2 separate regions of the Danio rerio genome follow, and region 2 is linked to region 1. The links are chromatin contacts, called in public Hi-C maps. All regions are on one chromosome and are shown on one strand. Each heading gives the region's core, a stretch centred on a gene start, on an enhancer-like site or on the middle of the called end of the contact. The rest is flanking DNA. Distances are from core to core; before and after follow the strand shown. Region 1 overlaps gas2l1 (growth arrest-specific 2 like 1). Region 2 overlaps gbgt1l5 (globoside alpha-1,3-N-acetylgalactosaminyltransferase 1, like 5).

Region 1 (6,757 bases), core at 2,894-5,393:
CAGTGCGAGGTCGTATCCGTGGACGCAGCTTGAGCTTGTAGATGGACGGGACTCTCTCTGCCTTCTTTTGACTTTTCTTGGCACGGAGGACAACTGTGCCATCCGCATCCCCATTGGCCAGTGGCCGAGGAGGAGTGCAGGAGCCCTCAGATGGAGGCTCACTCAGACTTAAGCACATGGAGGAGCTTTCACTGGAAGAGTCCTGATAGGAACAGTCATCAACAGGGGGTGGAGGGGAGGGAAATGATTCAGGTAGAGGCTGGTCAGCATTGTCATATGGCAGGTCCGGGTGATGTTCACATTGTGGCACGTCTGCCTCCAACCCAGGCCATTCCACCAGTTCCTCTTGGCTCTCCATTGGTACCTCAGTCAAAGGAAGGCTGCCATTGATGTCTTTGGGGTGGCACACTGACCTTGATAAGCCTGGATTTGAGGTCTCCCCTTCCTCTATGGAGCTGGAGATGGCTGGGAGCTTACGGAGACCGCTTCTGCCACCCCATCGCTCTCCTTCCATCATCCCCCCGTTAGTGAGGCCTCCACGAATCTGGCTATGCAGAAGGGCAGGAGGGTCTTCGAGTGCACAGGTACGAGAATTAGTCCGTTTAGACTCTCGCAAATCAGGCAGGACTCCCACTTTACCTCCAACATTAAGAGAAGACGTTGAAGAGTTAGAAGAAGAGTAAGCAGAGTCTGTAACGTTAGTGTCACCAGAAGAGTTTGGGAGTACCCCTAAAGCTTGTTGAGAGCCAGGGAGCTGTAGTGACCTCATCTCCCTTCCAGCAGATGCTTTACCGTGCCCAGCCTTAGCTTGTTGCGTATTGGCAAGAAACTCTGCCTCAAAGCTGCGATACAGGTCTTGCTCCCTTTGAGGGTCAAGACTTGGCAACAGGTGTAAACTAAATATGCTGCTGTCCTCCTGGCTCTCCTGCTGTTGGTTGTGCGGATTTGCCCAAACTCTTTGGTCTCTTCCTATAGATCTTGAATTATGAGCAGATCGAGGGGAGCGTGGTGGATGATGACTTGAACGGGGAGAAGAATGTGGGGATCGCCGTCCTGGTTGTGTGACAGGGGGAAGTAACTTCCGGCTTCCAGAGGATGGTGACCGAGGAGCAGGAGGCCTTGGCATGACCATTCCTTTTTTCGCAGGACTTCCACTAGTGCAGCCCTTCGCAGGTGAGTTTGAGCCTGAGGAATTTGCTTGTCTTCTAGGCATACTTCCACTTAATTTTGGGGAAGCTGTCGGCACGTGCTTGGGTCTTAGTTCCTCTCTTCGATCTATGGAAAGAGGATGAGGGTCTTTGCGGCGGGGAGATGATCCAGGACTGACATCACCCAGTCTACCTCTAGGTGTCTTACCCTGGCTAAGGGAGCGTGGCGTCTGCAGTTTTCGTGGACCATCAGGCCCCAAAGATCTGCCTCTTTCTGTATGGGGTGTTCGATGTACCTCTGCTAGGCCCTGAGGTGGACTAGGTTTCAGGATTGTACTGGCCTGCTGTGCAGGGCGCTCTCTGGAAGCACTGCGTGCACGGGTCTGAGGGGTTCTCAGGGCTGGAATCTGTGCTGCCCCTCCAGGACGTTCAATAACATGTTTTCCCTCTTTTCGGTTCACCAGCAGAACCACCTCATCTGCATGTGCATGCCGTGTACCCAGAGAGAAGCGGCCTCCTCCTGTGCTTCCTCCTTTAGAAGAAGCAGTAGAAGAGTCACTGTCTCCTGAAAGCCTGCGGGCTGGAAGAAGAGATTCCTTATTTCTGTGTGAAAGAAAAGAGAACAACTTAGATATGGCCACATATGAAATTAAACATAATCAAGTTCAAACCATGCATCCACTGAATAATGTTATGCTTATCTTCTGTGCTTACGAAAGTTGCATTTTTTCCCAACAAAAATAAAGTGAATGTGATAAAAAAAGTGATAAAAAACTTGTCAATGTTGTCAAATATTAAAACCATTTAAATTAATTTAGATTTATTCTTCTGATTGAAATTCAGCTGTCATTACTCTAGTCTTCAGTGTCACATCAACTTTCAGAAATCTTGTATGAATAACATTCATGGTTTTCTGTAATACTTGTCATTCAACAGACCTGCTGAGAGCCACATGCAGGGCTGTATCCTTAGAAGCCATTTTCTTCAATATTAGAGAAACTACCATAGAGGTAGGGATTACTTGCCTCTGGCATTATCAAACATGTGCACACACCTTTTTCACATACGTGAAATACAAAAAAAATTAACTTTTAAAAATAAAAGTATCAATTGCTATGTTTTCATCCACCTATTTTTATGCACATTTTTGACATTCGCATAAAAAAAAACGGTTGTTGGAAATGCCAAGATGCACATAAATTTACAAAATGTGCATAAATAAATATGGGCATATGTTTGTGCTCTACGTCTCACCACACATTTATTGCATGTCAGCATCGTCTTCTGAGATGCAAGTCATTTATTATTTAAAGAGAAGATTCACACAAATTCTCCTACCGCAGCAAATTCTTTTTTTATTCTTGATATTTGGTGCCAGTTAATCAGAAAGTTAACTTTTTTTAATGATTTTGTTCTCTTTGACTCATTGGATGAAAATGCTTCTTTATTCGCATGTCTTTTTATTCGCATGATATTCCAGTTTTGTACATATATTTAATTCACATTTCTGGGTGGAAACATAGCTACTGTCATTCTTTTCTTTAATTTTAAAGACTAGTTTATGTACAATGAAACAATACACAGAGACTGCATAAGAATAAAACCTACTTCAAAATCAATCCTGAAACTTTAGCCGCTTTTCCACTATTGTGCTGAATCGTTCTTTATGCTGAACCGTTCCATTCCGTGCCAAACTGGGCCAGACAGCACGGATACGGTTTAATTTTCCACTGTCGTGCTGCGACAAAGCTCTTTGAAACATTACTAATTAAATTTAAATAATAGCTGAAACTAGTTTTTTCATGTTCATAAAAGCGAAAGCAACTTTGTGATCAACACTGTTTTGCCGCTCAATCAAATAGGGTTGCTAAATATAGGTAGGCTACATATGTCAGAAACCTTATTTATTTAGAGGTATGTTGTGCAGCTAAATTTTATTTAGAGGGAAAATGACCAAAATGTAATGTGATAATTGAAAATGATTGGAGGGGAAATAAATAATATATTAAAATCTCTGAACATAACAGAAAATTAAACAATGATAAGGCAACAATAATAGTGTATTTAAAGTGGCAGAAATATATTTTTGGACAGGCCTTGTCAAAAGTGAGAGGGCACTTTCTCTAATAAAGATATAGCTTATAAATTATTTCGGGCCGAGAACAGTTTGTAATCGTGCCGCGCCGTTCCAGGCTCAGTGGAGAAACAACCGTAACCGTACCGAAGTGTTCTTAGAAAGATTCGGCACAATAGTGGAAAAGCGGCTAGCTACAATAACATACGGATCCTAAGATCCTCTTTAGAAAAGTGGAATATTTTAGGATGTTTTATTTAATTTTATTCAAGTACACGTTCTTACTTAGCCAAGAAAGTGAGATACACATCACCTGGCATCCTTCTTCTGTAATGTAACCTCCATAAACCGTTTGCTGACCTGTTTCTGAAGTGACAGACCTGGGGCCTGAGATTATCCTAATCTGCAGTAATCCAACCTGTCTCACCTGCAGGTCTGGGAGTGCAAGTGTTAAAGTGTGCTGCTCTGACGCTTGGCCTGCTTCATTAGTCAGACTAAGGAAACCGAGGCACACGGCCAAGGTAAACCAGCAAGCTGTTCATGGTGCAGTTATACAATGCCCTTGCTGCACTTGGAAACACTGACGACAACAAGTATTTCCCGCTATCTGATGGAAATAATGAAGCACTTTTTGAAACTTCAGAATTTTAGGAAATGTCTGTTGTCATTTTAAGAGTTGTGTATATTATTGAACAACAAGGTGTTTCCAGTTATGGTTAAACGTTTTGTTTTTGAGCAATTGTAAAAAAAAGAAAAATGATACTTACATTATAACTTTCCCATTACCATTAAAATAATGACAAATAAGAACATTTACAGTCATGCGAGACCATGCTATCACTTGCATTATTAGGCAGGACGATCTCCCATTGTAAGGTTGTCATAATCGTTTTCTAACACAAGGTGGAGTCATTAACTGGACAACAAGGGGATGGATGACAGGACAATGTCACCTGGGATTTGCTCAAATCTCCTTGCAATAATCTGTATGTGTGTCACTGTGTGTGTTTATTTGTGTGCATGTGCACTGTTGCCTGAAGATGCAGATCACTTTTGAGGTACAGTGCATGAGCAGTGTTATTACTTGTGTTGAGTTAACTAGGTCAGTGTGAGCAAATGGCAGACACCCTGAGGGATCTCTTCAGACAAAACAACCGTACAAACATGCTATCATGCATGTGCTCCAGTCATAACGCTTCAAGCTTCAGTTCTTCCCTCACAGAGATGGCACACTTTCATATTCAAACATGCATGAAGTCATTCTATGAATTGGTTTTCTTTTGTTTTATTACAATTTTCTCTCTATGTCTATTTAGTTTAGCCATTTGGTCAGTATTGATATTTCTTTTTGTACAGAAAAAATATTAAAGTAATAAAAACCAAAGATCAATATTAATATTATTGATTAATTTTCCTTCGGCTTAGTCTCTATTTCAGAGGTCGCCACTGTGAAATGAACTACCAACTATTCCAGCATGCTTTACACAGCGGATGCCCTTCCAGCCACAACCCAGTACTAGGAAACGCATATTATCAATAAACAAATATTATAATATGAAGCAGTCTTCTTAAATGTGCATGTTCAAAATTGTTTTATTTATAATTTACAAGATGTGTCATGTTTACACTTCTATATTCAAAGAAGATTTTCTCAAGAAAATGTGAAGGCTTTTGTTTTTAAGTTGCCTTTGGCTCGGGTGTGTTTTTTAGGTACTTTTCTAATTAAGGTACTTTCCTAAGGGTTGTAAACATGCACATGCCACTTCTGATCCATTTATTGCATGCTAAATGAATGAAAGTATTCAACCTTTTAAATTGTGCTGTTTTTGCAATCAATTGTCAGTATGAATATTCTTCTTTTGAACGATAACATAGTTTCAACTTAATTTGTATCTCTGTGATTTTATATAACAGGCACATCAGAAAACAAGGGGAATCTGTACAAGACATGCTGTGCGCCATATGTACACAGTGGCTACTTTCTCTGTCAGCAATTTCCTTGCGATTTCAAAAATAGTAATTTACACATTTCTGACAATCAACAACTTATCTAAAATGAAAAAGCGGTGACTTTACAATTATTGTCTAGGTGCATTTTGATTCAACAGTGACTTTCAGTGGTGGAAGAAGAACTGAAAAATCATACTTGGGTAAAAATACCATTACTTGCCTAAAAATGTAGTGCAAGAAGAGTAAAAGCATCGGTTGTAAATAATACTCAAAGTAACCTATCAAAAGTACTTAATAGTAGTGAGTATTACACTGGAAAAGGCTGATGCATGTACATGCAATTTGTGGGTGTGTAAACGTAACATTCTGTAGTGCATTTAGTTTGCCCAGCAGGCACACAAATTCATAAGACAATAATATTAGGTTAGATTTAGGTCATGATGTCAGGTCACCAAACTTCAATGTCTAGCCAGTGTCCAAGGACAATGTTATTTTGATGTCAAAATAACAACATCAAATGACGTGGACATTTTGTTGATTCAGGTTGTGTTAGAAAGTGACCAAAATCCAATTTCAAGCCAACATCTTAAACCAACATCATATTGACGTAAAATACTGACATTTATTCGTCAGGTATGGCAACCAAAATCCAACATCAGATAAATGTCATAGTGGTAACGTCCACACAACGTCAAGCTGTAACATCATTAGACATTGATATATGGTTAATTTCAGGTTGGACGTTGGACACTGACAGCGGCTTGGCACTGAGTTCTGACGTCAACTGATTTTCATTTCCAAACAAAATGCAGCGCCCCCGCGACATTGGAGTACAAAATCAATCTGACAAGTGTTTAAGGCCATTTCGGTCTTCATACAGTAAGCATCTGTCATTTTTTCATCAGTGACATGCATCAAAACAGTCTCTGGGTCAATGCTTATGATTTTGAACATCTTCTTAGACACTCTGAATGTTTCCAAAAAGTAAATCGCCCATGTCTTGAGGTAGTTCATTATGATACGATTTAAATTCTATGTGCGAATTGATTGGACAGGAATCACAGGACTGATTTTTCTAATCCCCATAGACAAGAAAACATGAAGTAGTGACTGCAGATGGAAGGAAAGTACAGGAGTAAAAGCACCGATACAGCACTATAGATGTACTCAAGGGAAAGTTAAAGTACACTTTTTAAAAACTGCTTAGTAAATTACAATTTCTGAGCAATACTACTCACAGTAATTTGAGTATTTGCAATTTGTTACTTTACACCACTGGTGACATTTAGGTACTTTCCTATAAACTGTAAACACACACACATCTTTGTAAATCCACAGCTAAACACCCAAACACACCGCACTAACCTGAGCGGATTAAAGTGGCGTGGCTCTGATCTGTCTCGTGGTGGTCGAGGCAGCAGTGTTGTGGGCCGTCCTGTGTTTGTGTCCATCTCCACAGGCACGGCTGCATGGTGTGACCTGCCGGGTCTTGATGGAGAGGATTGCGCAGTGGTGCCCATTGCAGGGTCCAACGAGCGTCTGTCGGGCATTTTGTAGGGTGCGATGCCCTCATTACGCCAGTGAG
Region 2 (6,757 bases), core at 1,319-3,818, 200 kb after region 1:
AACAAACAGAATGTCTACTGAGGCCCATAGATCTCCATTTGAGGAATGTGTAAAAAGATACAGTGCATCACGCTCTGCTGTGTATAGGACTGAGAAGCAATCAGAAAGCATACTGTATGGTGAACTATTGTCTATAACCAAAAGCACCTTCAAAGTGGCACATGAGAGTCTGACTGGCACCTTGAAGGAGTAAAAGGCTGACAGGTCAGATGAGACAACACAATCTCATGGCAATTCGTAACTTTTTGATTTAGTGGCTAATTCGTATGAATTCGTACAATCTAATTTGTACAATTTAGTATGATTTGCTCATCCCCCAGTGACGGTTACATTTAGGGATGGAGTTAGGTGCCACGCCTCCTTTTTAAAATGATTCATTTTCGTACGACTCCACTTATTAGCCACTAAACTGGCAAAAGGTAAAATACTTATGTTTTCTCGTGAGATTAGGCTGGATGAGACCAATATTTTTGCCATCTCATTGTGTGCCTTGTATCTTTGAAGTCGTTTCCAAGGGAAGTGATGGCACCACTATGCACTGCGAAACAACGACAGACAAGCAGAGGAAATGTGATATTTGGACAATGTACTACTGGGAAACCCTGGGTCTGGTCATTCATTTGGACGTAAATCTGACTCATTGCTGCAAGCCAGATTTCGCCTGTCTTGACAATGGTGTTCCCTAGAAGAAGTAGCTTCTATGAGCAGGAAATCTTTGTTCAGGAATAGTTTAAAGAACATGATGAAGAGTACATTCAATTGAACATCTGTTGGAAATGTAGGACCAACAAATTTGGTCCACAGTGGCTCCAATTAACAACATATAGAATTCCAGGATGTTAGATACCAATGAACATGGGTGTCCAAACTCGGTCCTGCATATTTTAGTTCCAACTTCAATTAAACACACCTGAACAAGCTAATCAAGCTCTTTCTAGCTATACTAGAATCTTCCAGGTAGATGTTGAAGGTAGTTGGAGCTAAACTATGCAGGACAGAGTTTGGGCACACCTGCCATAGAACAACTTTAGGGATATTTTTAGAGTCAATGTCTCACTGTTTTGGCCAATTTGATATTACGAGGAAACCTATTTCACATATTGCCAATTTAGTGGCTAATTTGTACAAATTCATACGAGTTCAGTCATACAAAAATGTAACATTTTTAGAAGGAGGAATGGATAGCACCAAACCCCAGCCCTAAACCCAACCACCATTGAAGGATTGGCAAATCATACTAAATTGTATGAATGAGATCACAATAAGCCACTGAATCAAAAAGTTATGAATTGCGTTTGGCAGCAAGAGTAGGACCAAAGCATATCAGTCCCTTTTAGTTTTGAACTAAGTGCCACACATAATGTTTTCAATTAACCTTGTGTGACAAACTTTGAAAACTTCAGTTGAACCTGAACTATTCCCAAACGAAGCCACCATGTATCCCTCCTAGCTAAATATTTCCTTTATTTTCAATTTTTTTTTTGTTCATCCAAGCATATAAACACTCTCTTTATTGCCTTGAATCGACTGTGCAAACTTGTAAAAGTGCCCCCAATGAATGCTTCTTGTGGTCACCTCTATTGTTAATAGAGTTCCTGGTGTAAACATTGAGCACTTATTGGCACTTTAAACATTCCCGAAACAAGGATTTGCTGAGAAGAGGGCACTTTGTTCTAAACTTAGTTGCCTGTGTGCTCTCTATACTGTGTTGGAAACGACTTTGTCCCACTTAATTATAAAGAATTGGCTCACCTGGCAATAATTCATCTATTTATAACAAGGTGAAGAAAGAATCAACCATACCCAGGCAAAAAAAGTAAAGAAAGAATAAAAGGGACATGTATACGGAGATATGCCAAGTGGAAAAGCTGCACTGTTTGATGCAGATAATATTTTTCCACAGGCACTTGCTTTTTCTTGGGCAAACTTTAAACTTTCAAAAGCAGGAAATATATATCAAGTTCTATAAGAATGGACTGAATTCCTTTAGTGACCCAAAGGTTATGTATGAAAAATGTGACATGTGCCAAAGCATAAACATATGCAGATCGGACAGGAAAAGACAAGGCTCTTAAATTTATGCTCTCTTACCTATATATCCTGTACGTATATTATGGCGCATAAGTTAAAGTCTGTCCACCCTGAACCAGACTGATGTGTTTCTTTTTTTTCTCTGAGGTTTCGCTGGAGAATGTAAAGTTGAACCATGAGTAAATGGGTCTGGGGAAGCCTCGGATGGGAGCTGGTACGGATACCTGGGTGAAACATAATCTAGAGAAAGAAATGTTAGGACTGTAATTAAGTGAACACAAAGCAGCCCCTTTCTCCCACCAGTTCCATCCCCCGCCATGTCTCTGAAGGCTCACGGGTGTAAAAAACTGTCACGCTGAATCAAATAGACAGACGACTTAATAAGATCTATCCTGTGAGATTACATATATCAGGGCCTGGAGAGGAATGAGGGGTGCATGAGCGTTGCTGGCTGGAATCCAGACGTCACACAGACGGAGAAGGAATAGCCAGCCTGCGGATAGCAGTTGCCTTCTGTTTCTCCTTGTGGCTTGAAGTTAATGAAGGACACAAATTTGGAGTGTGGTGCCTCCTGGTGGCAATCAACATAATACACTTTAAATCAGTATTCTTATAAAAAAAAGAAAAATGTAGATTTATTAACAAACAGAAAAATAATACATTATTTAAGCATAATTAATATACAAAGAACAGCAGAAAGTTAAAAATAAATGTTTATTCAAAACAGAAATAGAAAATAATCAGTATACTGTATCAATAGATTGCTCTTCAATGTTTGGCCTCTCAGTAGAGATTATTAAACCACACTGAACTGAGCTAAACTGAACTAACTTACACTCTGAAAATTGAACTGACACTGTTTCAATTTCCTATGATCTTTTATGTGAAGCCGCTTTGACACAATCTACATTGTAAAAGCGCTATACAAATAAAGGTGAATTGAATTGAAACTGTATCTTTTAAATATGTAGAGGAGAGTAACATGGGTCGATATAACACAAATGTTTTCTTGAAGCCCTGACAACGTTTGCTTTCCAGGCTATAAAAGCACATTCTGCATGCAGCCCTTGAAGGAGCTGAAGTTTAATATTGTTTTGAAAAAGGACAATATTTTTTTATTAAAACTGTCATTGTCATATACAATGCTCAACATAAATAAGTACACCACTCACAAATCTATCTTTTAAATTATTTTTAATAGGAAGCTATACAATATTATATTTGTGCATATACATTAGATTAGTCAGTACTGAAGCCAAATCTAAAGCTTATCTAACAAAATAACTTATGATAATGGTCCAAAAACTAGTACAGTCAAATTTGTATGTTAAAAAAGATATTGCATACAAATTTTAAAAAGAGGAAAAGTCAAGACAAGCAAAAAATGGGAAAAAAGTTGAAATTTTGTAAGTTGTACTTTTTTTTAATTTAATTGTTTTATCTTTCAATTTCTGTTTGGTGACTAAACATTATTTGAATATAGATATCTGTTTAATAAATCGGTTTTGTTTAAATTGGTTTTGTTTTACCGAAATACATTGCCAATATTCACTGAGAAACGGATACAAATATTCGTTTTCAAAATGTGGTGTACTCAATTATGCTAAGCACTGTATATTTAAAATAAACAAGATTAAGCCAGTAATGTCTAACTTATAGTGTTGTGTTATGTTTGACCCACCAATGTGTTATTTTTATACCTTCTGACAGGGTCAAAAGTAACAAGGTGCAGTTCACGTTTAAAGTGAAATTATTCAATTCATTTCAGCTTTATTTGTATACAATGTGTTATTTACAATGTAGATTGTGTCAAAGCAGCTTCACATAAATGGTCATAGTAACTGGAACAGTGTAGTTCAGTTTTTAGTGTTTAAGTTCAGTTCAGTTTAGCTCAGTTCAGTGTGATTTAAAATCATTACTGAGAGTATTATCTTGAAGTTGTTGTATGTTTATAGAAAATATCACCTGATATTGATAGACCATGTTTATTTAGTAAGTTATTTAGAGTGAGTAACCACAGCAAAAATATATTTCAGTCTAAAACATTATCTTTAAAAAATTTTTTTTTTTAAATTATACTTTCATTCCCTATTTTGTACCATTTATACTTTTGAACGTCTTTCAAAACTATTTATTTTTCAATTAATTGTTGTTAATTTAAGAATATTCAAGAATTAAAATCCTGGAAAAAAAACAGTTTGCCTAAAGATATCAAGAATTTTCATTAATTTTTTTCTTGATCACTAAATCTTAATTTTTGAATGATGAAGTATCATTTGACACTGACGTTGACATTTTTATTTTGTAACAACTTTCATTGGCCAAAGTGCTTTTCAGCAAGTCAACAGAAATGCAGACAGACAACCACAAACAAAGAATCATGATCATACCTCCTGACAGTCACATACACTGAAGACTGCAACAGTCTACAAAACAATTCAACTTTAACATTTTAAAATTGACAAAATACTGTACAATAATAATGACTAATTACATCATTTAAATGAGTAAAATAATAAATAAAGGCGGCACGGTGGCTCAGTGGTTAACACAGTTGCCTCACAGCAAGAAGGTCATTGGTTCGAGTCCCGGCTGGGCCAGTTGACATTTCTGTGTAGAGTTTGCATGTTTTCCCCATGTCGGTGTGGATTTCTTCCGGGTGCTCCGGAGTCCAAACATACACTAAATTGGCGTATGAGTGTGTGAATGTGAGTGTGTAAGGGTGTTTCCCAGTACTGGGTTGCAGCTGGAAGGGTGTTTAAAATACATGCTTGAATAACTGACGGTTCATTCCATTGTGGCGACTCCTGATAAATAAGGAACTAAGCTAAAGCAAAATGATTAATTAATTGAACTAGAGATATTTTGCAAGTTAACATGAACTTGAAATTCATTGTCTATTTTCACACAAAAAAAGGAAAACCTAGCATGTTACTCTAACATTTATATTTTAATAGAGAAACTTTTAGATCCCAATTTATTTAGATTAAATCACAAAAATGGAATCTGAATAAAAATGTAGCATTCCTCTTTATAGAACAGATATAAACCTAAGTGAGCCCCTAAAGAAAAAAAACTACAAAATTAAAATTAGTAATTTCTTTTAAAAAACTGTGGTCAGTAAACAGATCCGACTGCCCACCTTGTGTCTAGACTGGTGTGCTGAATTTTACAGGAGCATATAAAGCAGACTCCGGAAGGCTGGGTAAGAACATCAGTTTATCATTACACGCCATAAAACATGCCTTCTTTTATACCCAGCTTCAGTCCATTTGGAGTCTGTTACCTGTTAAGTTTAGGGCAAAGAAAACATGAGATGCACACAGTACTTAAAAACAACAAGATTATAACTTAACATGTATTGGCACATTTGTATTCCTGCCTGATATCTACATTCCAAAAAAAATCAGGTACTTTGTTCCATGCAGGTCTATAGTTAGTCCTGAAAGTCTCAATAAGGAAGTGTTTAATGAAAGCAGCGGTGAGCCACAAACAGAATGTTATGTGAGGTTTACGGCAGTGTTTCCAGTGATTCTTTCAGGTCTTTCATTTGACTAACATGTTGAGAAGTAATCATTTAGGTCTTAACCTGCTCCACATGTTTTCACAGTATGTTTGTACAGTTGAAGTTAAAATTATTAAGTCCTCATGTGATTTTTTTTTCTATTTCTTTTTCAAATATTTCTCAAATGACGTTTAACAGATCAAGAGATTTTTCCCCGGTATTTTCTATAATATTTTTTCTTCTGGATACAATCTTATTTGTTTTATTTTGGCAAGAATAAAAGCAGTTTTTAGTTTTCTTTTAAAAATTATTTTAAGGTCAATAATATTAAGCCATATTTGCTTTCGATTGTCTACAGAACAATGACTTGCCTAATGACTTGCCTAAAAATCTAAAAGAATTCAAATTTAAAAGGAGGGTTAATAATTCTGACCTAAACTCTTACTTACTAATTCTTTGGGCCATTTATATTGAAGTTAATATTTAGCCGCATCATGTTGGTGTTTCGTAAAATCTAATTTTTAGGTGAGTCGTTAGGCCAACACTAAACCCCCAACCTGGAGGAGCAGGACATACACACATAGAATACGGACAATTTAGCTTACCCAATTCACCTATAGCGCATGGAAACCCACACGAACAAGGGGAGAACATGCAAACTCCACACAGAAGTGCCAACTAACCCAGCCGGAATTCGAACAAGCGACTTTCTTGCTATAAGGCAACATTTCAACCCACTACAACACTGTGGCACATCAAACTGAACTCTAGTCTCTACAAGCAATAATTTAACACTCAATTTTAATACATTTAAAAGCTTTTATGGGTTTGGACGAACGTCTGCATAATTTTTAATAACTTGAGAGAAGCGAATGATTTTGACCCTATTTGCCTGCGGTACCAAGTCCTGCCACATGTACTCAGGTGAAAGCAGTTTACTGGGTTTGTTATACAGCAAATACTTATTCAAATGGGACTCCTCCTGCCATGCTGCCTCAATGGATTTAGCTGCATCAATGTCCAGCTGCTCTCGGCAGGTTTTAGCAACCTCATGTACATCTTTCACTTTACCACCAAGCACAGCTCCACAATAATAATAATCACCTTCAGAATAAGGGATAAACGCTTGAGACTCAGGCCTTCGCTCATAAGGGAATTGCTCACGTCGTGTATGATAGTAACCAGGATGAATCACACCTATAAGATCACCCAAAGTCTCTG

The links. Hi-C and Micro-C count contacts between places; a contact is called where the count stands out from the background.
Region 2: a contact with region 1 is called in a Hi-C map of an unstated tissue, with 5 times the contacts expected there. The contact joins two enhancer-like sites. A contact is called at or near these places in 2 of 18 Hi-C or Micro-C datasets (caudal fin and an unstated tissue).

The regions. Positions count from the first base shown.
Region 1 is chr5:25,477,583-25,484,339 of GRCz12tu, forward strand. gas2l1 (growth arrest-specific 2 like 1) reads right to left here. Exons shown (of 5, transcript XM_695912.10): 4 at 6,538-6,757; 5 at 1-1,751. Among named protein-coding and RNA genes, the nearest start is that of ap1b1, 10 kb to the left of the region's middle. Within about 2 kb of position 4,144, at least 21 of the 62 cell types and tissues checked have an H3K27ac peak or open chromatin away from gene starts, as enhancers often do.
Region 2 is chr5:25,679,908-25,686,664 of GRCz12tu, forward strand. It overlaps gbgt1l5 (globoside alpha-1,3-N-acetylgalactosaminyltransferase 1, like 5), which reads right to left. Exons shown (of 4, transcript NM_001123269.1): 4 at 6,357-6,757. The coding sequence ends at 6,357. Among named protein-coding and RNA genes, the nearest start is that of emid1, 9.3 kb to the left of the region's middle. Within about 2 kb of position 2,569, at least 17 of the 62 cell types and tissues checked have an H3K27ac peak or open chromatin away from gene starts, as enhancers often do.